3 separate regions of the Mus musculus genome follow, and regions 1 and 2 are each linked to region 3. A link is a contact called in public HiChIP or PLAC-seq and Micro-C data. All regions are on one chromosome and are shown on one strand. The core of a region is the stretch at or near the end of the contact, and the rest is flanking DNA. Distances in the headings are between cores, read along the strand shown.

Region 1 (2,700 bases), core at 44-2,543, 190 kb before region 3:
TTCAAAGCTTGTAAAAGATTAAGGACATACCCTGTAAGAAATACCCCTTTCTTCTCACAAACCTGGCATTATTTTGGCTGACACTTCTTGTCCACTCCCATGCTCCGCTGCTCCCCCTACATTTGGGGTCGTTTTCTCTGTTTCTGGCTAATTTTTTCTGAGTTGATCGATATTTTGATTCTTAGATCATCTACACTGAGGTTGCCTTTTCCTATAAATGCATAGTAGGAAATGGTTAAAGTGTGTTAGTGTAGTACTGAAATTGTCTGAGATTCTGTCCCAGTCACAAACAAAAATTATTGGACTTAGATTAAAATGCAAGTCAGCAGCTCAAATAGCATTTTTCACTTCCTTTTTTTTCTGAAATATATTTTAATCATACTCATTTCCCTTTCCCAACTCTCCCAAGATCCTTCCTATCCTTCTTCTTATCTACTAACTTCATGTTTCTCTCTGTTTCTCCCTGTCTCTTTATCCTCTGTCTCTCCCTTCCCCACCCCCTCACCTCCAAAACAAAATCCAACAAAACAAAAAATAAACACCAAAACAAAAACTCTCCCCTCTCTCTCCTTCTCTCTCTCTCTCTCTCTCTCTCTCTCTCTCTCTCTCTCTCTCTCTCACACACACACACAAATAAAAATAAAAATACCATAGAGCCTGCCCAGAGTTGGATAGACACACCCAGTGACACTCCTTTGAAGAAAACTCATTTTCCCTGAACCAGCAGGTATGAGTTGCAAGTAGCCTCCTGAGTATCTCATGAGACTTTGTGTCTACTCTCCATGCTCAGAGCTAGGGGACTTTGTCTGGTCAAGTAGCAATTTTTAAAATAAGCTATCTAACACTAATACAATGAAAAGATACATCAATTTGACATATGCTGAGGAATGATGGCAGTAAAATATTAAGTCCTCTTTTTTGTAATTAAGCCATTGTTTCTATAAGAGCAGAAACCTGTATAAACAGCAAAAAACCAAAAAAAAAAAAAAAAACCAAAAAAAAAAAAACCACCATAATCTACAGCGGCCTTGAATCTGAGCAAGGTATTTTCTGCAGTGCCTACTCCCACTGTTCAGGACTGAGGCTGCAGTACAGTCTTGTGATGTTCAGAGGGTAAGTGCTGCCAGAGATACCTTGATCCATTGCCCATCTGATCTTGATTTAATCTTGGCCATTTTGTGGTCAGAAGCCTTTTACTATTGACAAGATTTTCATGACCACCACATTCACTCACACTATTTGGTGTCAACATTTAGAAAGATTGCTCAATGTTCCTTGTGCCTTCTAGAGCCTTCTGTAGTAACCACAGAGGTTTGTTTTGGCTGTCCCGCTGGACCAGGTCCATATAGGAGGCATGCACACAGAGAGGTCATAGTTCACAGTTTAAGGAAGTGAGTGCCAAGATAGAGAGAGGGATCAGCGATTCTTATCGCTTGCAGAAGTGGCTCAAAACTACTGGCATTCTAGATCCAGGGGATCCGATTTCCTCTTCTGAGCTGTCTGGGTTCCTGTGTGCTGTGGCAAATGCACAGGCATTGTTTACTAAGCCATCTGTCTGACCTACACCAAGAGAAGATGACATATAAGCCACTGTGACATACCTAGGGCCCAGATCAGTCCCTATGGGACAGATGCTCAGTGATTGGTGTTAATAAAGTGGAAGCACATCATTATAAAACCATGGACATCCTACCCTGTTCTGGAATGCCCCTGCCAGAATGACTCAGGAGACCTGCTATCTGTCTCCATTGCCCCAGGACAGCCAATTAACAGCCCAAGAGCATAGCACTCCGAGCCTGTCATGTGAGTTCCAGAGTGGTCACTGTAAGACCCATTCTGAGGTCCTGCATCTCTGTGTCTGCTGGTGGCACACAAAAGGCTTGTCTGCTTGGTGTCTCTTGATCTGGGCATGAGTCTAAGGATCCCATCATTGGGGGTTATAGGATGGATTAGAAGGGCAGGGTGCTAAGCCTCAAGGACAAGCTTAAAGGTATTCTGAGGTCACTGGATATAACTCTGAGGCACATCAACAGTAGCCCAGAAACCTAAGAATGTTTCTTAGGTTCACCAGCTTCCTACTCCTCCCAGCCTTCCTTCTACCTGCTCCCTCTGAGTACTTCCTGCTACATTTGCACTTGAGTCCTGGCTGTGAGATCTTAATCTGCAAACCAAGCCAAAGTAGAAACCCTAGAGGCACACAGAGTAACCCCTGGGAGATTATTGCAGGATTCCTCTTTCCCATGGTCTCTGAACATTTCACCTATGACTTGCGGAGAGCTGAGCATAGTCTTGTTAACTCTGTCTTTCTTGGGAGTATCCTTGCTCTGTTGTTGATGGTCATGACACAAAGGTCTAAAAGGAGTTTCCTCTCCCCCTACATGAACCAGGGAAGTGGTGACCCTTAGTCAACAAGGAATGCCCATGGGTTGCTGGTTTGTTCAGTGTCTACACTACATGGATAGTCTGGGAATGGCTCAAGGTTGCCAAAGTTGATGAAAGAAGTGAACTTATTGCCTGAGTTCCTGGCAAAGCTGCACTACCAATTTCTCATACTCCATTGTCTTCTCAGTGTCCCTCAAACATCTGCCAAGTTTATCTGTGCTTTAACCCTGTCATTGCCATGACCTCTTGTCACTCTACTTCCTCAGACAAAGTAACCATGACTGCAACCTCCCATGTTGTCTTAGTTAAGGTTTCTAT
Region 2 (2,700 bases), core at 43-2,542, 160 kb before region 3:
CAGCCACAGACAAATTTGTGTCACATTCCCAGCTTCTGATTTGGAAACAGGAGGGAAAGAAGGCAAAGAAGTACGTGAGGTACTTTACAAAGATTTCTTTAAAAGTAAAATGAAGCTGGGGAGATGCTGCTGTCAGTAAAATGGCTACTGTGTAATCACCAGGACCTGATGTCAGATCCCCAGCACACAAGTGAAAAGCCAGGCATGGGAACACACACCTGTAATCCCAGCATTGGAAACAGAGGGATCCCTGGAGCTCACTGACTACAGTCTAGCCAAACTGGCAAACTCCAGATTTAGTGAGCAACCCGGCCTCTAGTAATAAGGTGCAGAGAGTGGTTGAAGAAGACACCCAACTTCCACCTCTGACCTCTCTCGATATATACATGTATATGTGCACATAGGCACACATGCATGTACACAGGAACACGGTAATATATGCATACATAAGTATTTATAATGCAGATGCATACAGGCACAGAAGTAATTATAGTCTTAGAAAATTAAACATTAAGATTAACAGAATGCTCCATAGCTTTATAATGGATTTGGCAAATTGAAAAATATTCACAAAACTTTCCATGGAGAAAAATATCATTACAGCATGATTCTCCTATTGCCCCAATTTGCATACATTTACTCTCTCTCTGTCTCTGTGTGTGTCTGTTTCTCTCTGTCTCTCTGTCTCTGTCTCTGTCTCTGTCTCTGTCTCTCTCTCTCTCTCACACACACACACACAGGAGGGAGGGAGGGAGGGAGGGAAGGAGAGAGGGAGGGAGGGAGGGAGGGAGGGAGGGAGGGAGGGAGGGAAAAGAGAGAGACAGAGACAGATATGCATAGGCTAGTTTTCCTGCTAACCCATTTTCAGCCATTGTTGTGAGGATTAGAGTTTGGGTTCATTTCTTCACTTCCGCTGATTTTCCTCCAACAAATGTGCCTCACTTGCATAATAGCTCATGTTTTTAAGTAAATGGAAACAGCTACTCCCTGCTCCCTATCTACCCTAAGTGCTAAGCCTCAGGAATCTGGAACATCCATTTGCCTGAGGGATTGTGCCCAAGGGACCAAACTCATGGTAAGGCATGCAGCTTTCTCCTCTAACCCCACCTCTCCCTATGAATGAAATACAAGCCCAGGATTTCTTAGCCCAGCTGAGTAATCAGTGACGCAAGGGTGACAAGACATGACTCAAAAAGACAGAGAAAGTAGCGTCACTGTGCATGGCCCAGGAAGTTGCCTCAGTCCTCTCACTTGGAGTTCCAGGCGTTTAGGGGTCATGGCTTCTTCCTCTATGCTCCTTTTCTGGGTATGAAGCAGCGGCATGCAGGAAAGCAGTGGTTTGTGGGGAGGTCTAATGACCACAGTAAGCCATACCACAGTCAGTAGTCACATAGACTGACCCAAGTCTGGTAGTCAAAACAAGGAGCAGCAGGCAGGGGCATAGCATAGGGAGGAGGATGCTAGGATTTAGAGTTTCTGAAGCATGTGACATCTGCTATTCTTCTCTTCCTGTCGCCTATTGCTCAATAGTTGCTAAATAAAAGAGCAACCAGATAGGGGTTTCAACTCTGTTGGGTGTGCTCACTTTTTTAGTCATACATGTGGCTTATGGCTGTTGGGTCTTCTTTTGAATGCCCCCCAGAGAAGTGATTTGCTGCCTCATTTTAGAGAGCTGTACCAGTTTTTTGGTTTTTTGCTAGTTTGTTTTTTTGTTTTGTTTTGTTTTTGTTTGTTTGTTTGTTTTTTCCAAAACAGGGTTTCTCTGTATAGTCCTGACTGTCCTGGAACTTACTCTGTAGACCAGGCTGGCCTTGAACTTAGAAATCTGCTTGCCTCTGCCTCCCAAGTGCTGGGATTAAAGGCATGCGCCACCACACCCAGCGAGCTGTATCTGTTTTAAAGAAGAGAGTTTCCTTATTCTTAGAAGTGTGGCCCTTGCAACTGAGCATGTATACAAATCACTGAATTTAGGGTGGGCCGAGGAATTTGCATTTCTCTTAAGTCCCCAGAGAACTGAATTATGTTTTAATATAAAGACTTACATTCTGCATTCTATCCAGCACCACACACTGAAACTACTGATTTCCAAATACCAGTTTAACACTGACTATTTTTCTCTGCTTCCTCTTCATTCTCAAGTCCTGTAGGGAAAAGGCAGAATGCCAAAAAAATAAAGCAATACACAGATGCAAAACAAACAGACATATGTGCGCACACACACACACACACACACACACACACACACACACACATCTCTCTCTGCCCTGGCTTTAATATTAGGGAACACAGGGCAGGTCCTTTTCTGTTTTGTGTTCAGTCTTTTAAACCTGTGGGTGTGCCTCTCATGTCTTCTTTGGCTTTTCTCTTACCAACTGAATAAACAAGATAGGAAGCCATGGCCCAAAGACAACATTTTCTCTTCTGAGGTCCCAGCATACAGGATCTGTGAGCAGAGCTCAGACCACTTAGCAGGCTTATGCTACCTTCCTCACACTGAGGTCGGGTGAAGATGAAGATGGGGTAGCCTGTGCATCCATAAGCTGCACCCAACTTCCTATTAATGGCTTCTTATTTCCACACTGTGACTCCCAAAGGTTCCCATGAGGATAGGGTTGGAGGGCTGAGATCTTGTGGTGTAATCCTACAGTCCATCCCACGAGACCTCAGAATCAACACAGCTGGAGTCTCCCAGCTTTCCAT
Region 3 (2,700 bases), core at 158-2,657:
GAGGAGGTGCGGTTGTCAGGGCAACTCCTAATTGCCCCCCACCCCCACCCCACCCCCCTGCTTAGGAACGACAATATATACCTTTCCACCAGTCCAACTAAATGCACTCAACTTTCATCCCACAGAAATGTCGGGGCCCCTTGCTGGTCCAATAAAGCAGTCTCAGCCTGTTGAGCTAGAGTTTAAATACTTCTGTCTCATTTTTCGTACACATAGATTTCCCTTTTGAATATGCTCAGTTTATTCACACAAACACTCCCTATAATACCATGCTATTATAAAGATTAAGGGACTCCCAGCTCAGGGTTGGTTCATCAGCATATCGAAGCCTGCTTGGCTCATAGGAGCTGCCATGTGGTTGGCTCCATAACACATCTTGAAAACATTACATTATTTCAAATCACACAAAATGGTTTTACTTATATTCCAAACTGGGTTGTAAATCGAGATTTCATTCTTCTGTGTAGCAAAACAGTTTATGGCTTATCACACACACACACACACACACACACACACACACACGTGTATTCCAAGATATAATCATCAATATCTATTGAAGTCATAGTTTAAACTAACTTCACCTTGTAAGAACTTTTATTTCAGGTAATTGGCTTAATTCAGTGGCTAGATCGCCTCTTTGCAGCAGGAGCTAGTTAAAAGAACAAGGCATTTGGGAAGTTGAAGGAGCTATCAATCTCGTGGGCATTTCTACTTGAAATAGCCGGCTTCCACCCTAGAGAAAGACACGGTCTGTATTAAGACAGAGGCCAGTTAGTTTTCTAGAGGATTAGATATATTTTAAAGGGAGGAAAAAGCACTGTTTCGCTAAACTAAATGTTCAACGAAAGAAGTGACCAGAGACATTCTATTCTCAGCAAGAAGAGGTCTAGCTGGCTGGTGGCAGTAGGGAGGCGACTTCGTAAAGCTTTAGCAGTAGGTGGAAGCATGATCAACATTTACCGGGAACTGGAAGTGTCAGGCAGGATTTTCTAATGACCAGGTTTTAATTAAGATCATGAGTGGGATTTAAAGCGGAATGATTCAAGAAATACAAAGCTGCGCCAGCCTTCCCATCCCACCCCGGCCGTGCCCTACGCCAAGACTTGACCCACCGAGGCACCCCGGAAGGCTAGAAAAATCCTGCTTCCAGCAACCTGCTGACCAATGCCTAGCTGCGCAGCTGGAGCTTGTCCCAACTTTGTCAAATAGCTCTGCCCCCAACCACTGCGGTGTTCTGCGCAGGCGCGGCCTTGGATAGACGCTGGTGGTAAATCCGGGATCTGCTAGCTAGGGGCCCTGCTCAAACTCACGTAAGATCACGTAACCAACGGCCGGAACCGCCTTTGCAGCTGGAGGTGCGCGCGCAGCGCCTTCCTAGCCTACGGGGGGCGGAGCCCACTAGGGGGCGGGGCGCGCTCGTGGCGACCAATCCGCGGACCCTGCGGTCCGCTGTCCCTGCTGGCCTGGGCCAGGGTACGGGTCCGTGGAGGCACTGGCTAAGAGGTGAGCGTGCTGCCGACTGGTTCGTCTTCTAGGCTGTCCTCTGTCTTCTGTCCCTTGGAGCGGCGGGCTGTGGGGGATGTAGGCACAGGACGGGGAGTACGGGGGTGCGGCGGGACAGGCCGAAATGACCACGCAGGCTGGACTCTGGAGGCCGGAGGAAGGGCTGGACCTTGCCGCCAGAGTTCATTCTCCCTGCGGCTTTGGAAGATCATCGGTGGTCCGGGACTCGGGGTAGCCAAGGTGGGGTCAGAGGTGGTGCAGTCAGAGAGGCCACCGACACCGACCTTTATTCCCTGCCTGAGAGCCAGGATCCCTCTAGGGTGGGCAGGCTGCGGAGAACAGCGTCTCCTGGAGGCCTGGCCTGGGAGTCCCGACCCCGGGACTACTAGGCGACCTTGGTGAGGAGGCTAGGCCCACCCTGAGACGGCCGAATGCCAATGAGTTACAATGGAACACAGCTGTCACTAGACCTCAAATAGCCGCTCGCTATGACCGGTGTCTGCCCCCAGGGGAGGTAAACAGGGAAATCTGCTCAGGGCCTTCTTGGCTGATGGTGAAGTCGCTGCCAGATCTCCTGGAAGAACTTCGATTTCCCTTGAGGGACCAGGGCGAGGTGTTAGGAAATCAGGCTGGCCGTATGGGCATCGGGCCAAGAGGGGTCTTCAGCTTTAGTCTTCAGGCTGGGGCCGGGGATTCTGAAGAGCATTGGCCCTTGAGTACTTGCCTCTTGTCTCTCTCATACCAGTATTTCCTTTATTTAAGCTTCCTCTGTAGGTAGGTAGTGTTCCCTGTAGAGTCCCCTTTAGTCAACATGACATTCCACAGGTGCCAAATTTACAATTGCACTCTCTAGGAGTCTTTTCTGTGTTTGAGACTGGAGATTTTGGGTAGTGGTCTCTTGAATGAAATGGAGAGGCAATGGCAGATCCAGGTAGACATATGGAATCCAAGGTGATGTCTAGCGTCAGGTGAAGGAGATCTAGGAATGCTCTGGAGGGTGGAGACTTGGAGACCCATGTAAGCCTGGAAAAGGAAGTTAGATTCAGAGACAGAGGACTCTGAGAAGAGTGCACAAAGCAGAAGACAGGAAGTTGGGCTAGCATTTTGGAATCCAGGACAGGAATCTTGGGGGATATGTTAACTGCAGGGGAATAACCTTTCATTTGGTGAAGCTGGAGTTGAGGGGGTTGTTGACAA

The links. Hi-C and Micro-C count contacts between places; a contact is called where the count stands out from the background. HiChIP or PLAC-seq counts read pairs in DNA pulled down with a chosen protein or histone mark.
Region 1: a contact with region 3 is called in an H3K4me3 HiChIP or PLAC-seq map of bone marrow-derived macrophages, with 4 times the contacts expected there. The contact joins the enhancer-like site here to the promoter of Gzf1 in region 3. A contact is called at or near these places in 4 of 39 promoter capture datasets (the C10 cell line, liver, neutrophils and 1 more), 1 of 484 Hi-C or Micro-C datasets (liver), 1 of 115 datasets of contacts at active chromatin or transcription factors (bone marrow-derived macrophages) and 2 of 9 other capture datasets (adipose tissue and liver).
Region 2: a Micro-C map of muscle stem cells shows a contact between it and region 3, with 5 times the contacts expected there. The contact joins the enhancer-like site here to the promoter of Gzf1 in region 3. A contact is called at or near these places in 4 of 39 promoter capture datasets (the 3T3-L1 cell line, the C10 cell line, neutrophils and 1 more), 1 of 484 Hi-C or Micro-C datasets (muscle stem cells), 1 of 115 datasets of contacts at active chromatin or transcription factors (bone marrow-derived macrophages) and 1 of 9 other capture datasets (adipose tissue).

Annotation. Positions count from the first base shown.
Region 1 is chr2:148,491,003-148,493,702 of GRCm38.p6, forward strand. No RefSeq gene overlaps it. Among named protein-coding and RNA genes, the nearest start is that of Cd93, 49 kb to the left of the region's middle. Within about 2 kb of position 1,294, at least 50 of the 459 cell types and tissues checked have an H3K27ac peak or open chromatin away from gene starts, as enhancers often do. A contact at or near this core is called in adipose tissue, bone marrow-derived macrophages and liver, where this site is marked.
Region 2 is chr2:148,520,994-148,523,693 of GRCm38.p6, forward strand. The region is part of intron 3 of Gm46770 (a long non-coding RNA gene); the gene reads right to left. Among named protein-coding and RNA genes, the nearest start is that of Gm46770, 40 kb to the right of the region's middle. Within about 2 kb of position 1,293, at least 136 of the 459 cell types and tissues checked have an H3K27ac peak or open chromatin away from gene starts, as enhancers often do. A contact at or near this core is called in adipose tissue, bone marrow-derived macrophages, muscle stem cells and 1 more, where this site is marked.
Region 3 is chr2:148,679,713-148,682,412 of GRCm38.p6, forward strand. Gzf1 (GDNF-inducible zinc finger protein 1) reads left to right here and starts at 1,408. Exons shown (of 6, transcript NM_028986.3): 1 at 1,408-1,503. It overlaps Gm46771 (a long non-coding RNA gene), which reads right to left and starts at 1,232. Exons shown (of 2, transcript XR_001783505.2): 1 at 1,113-1,232; 2 at 566-733.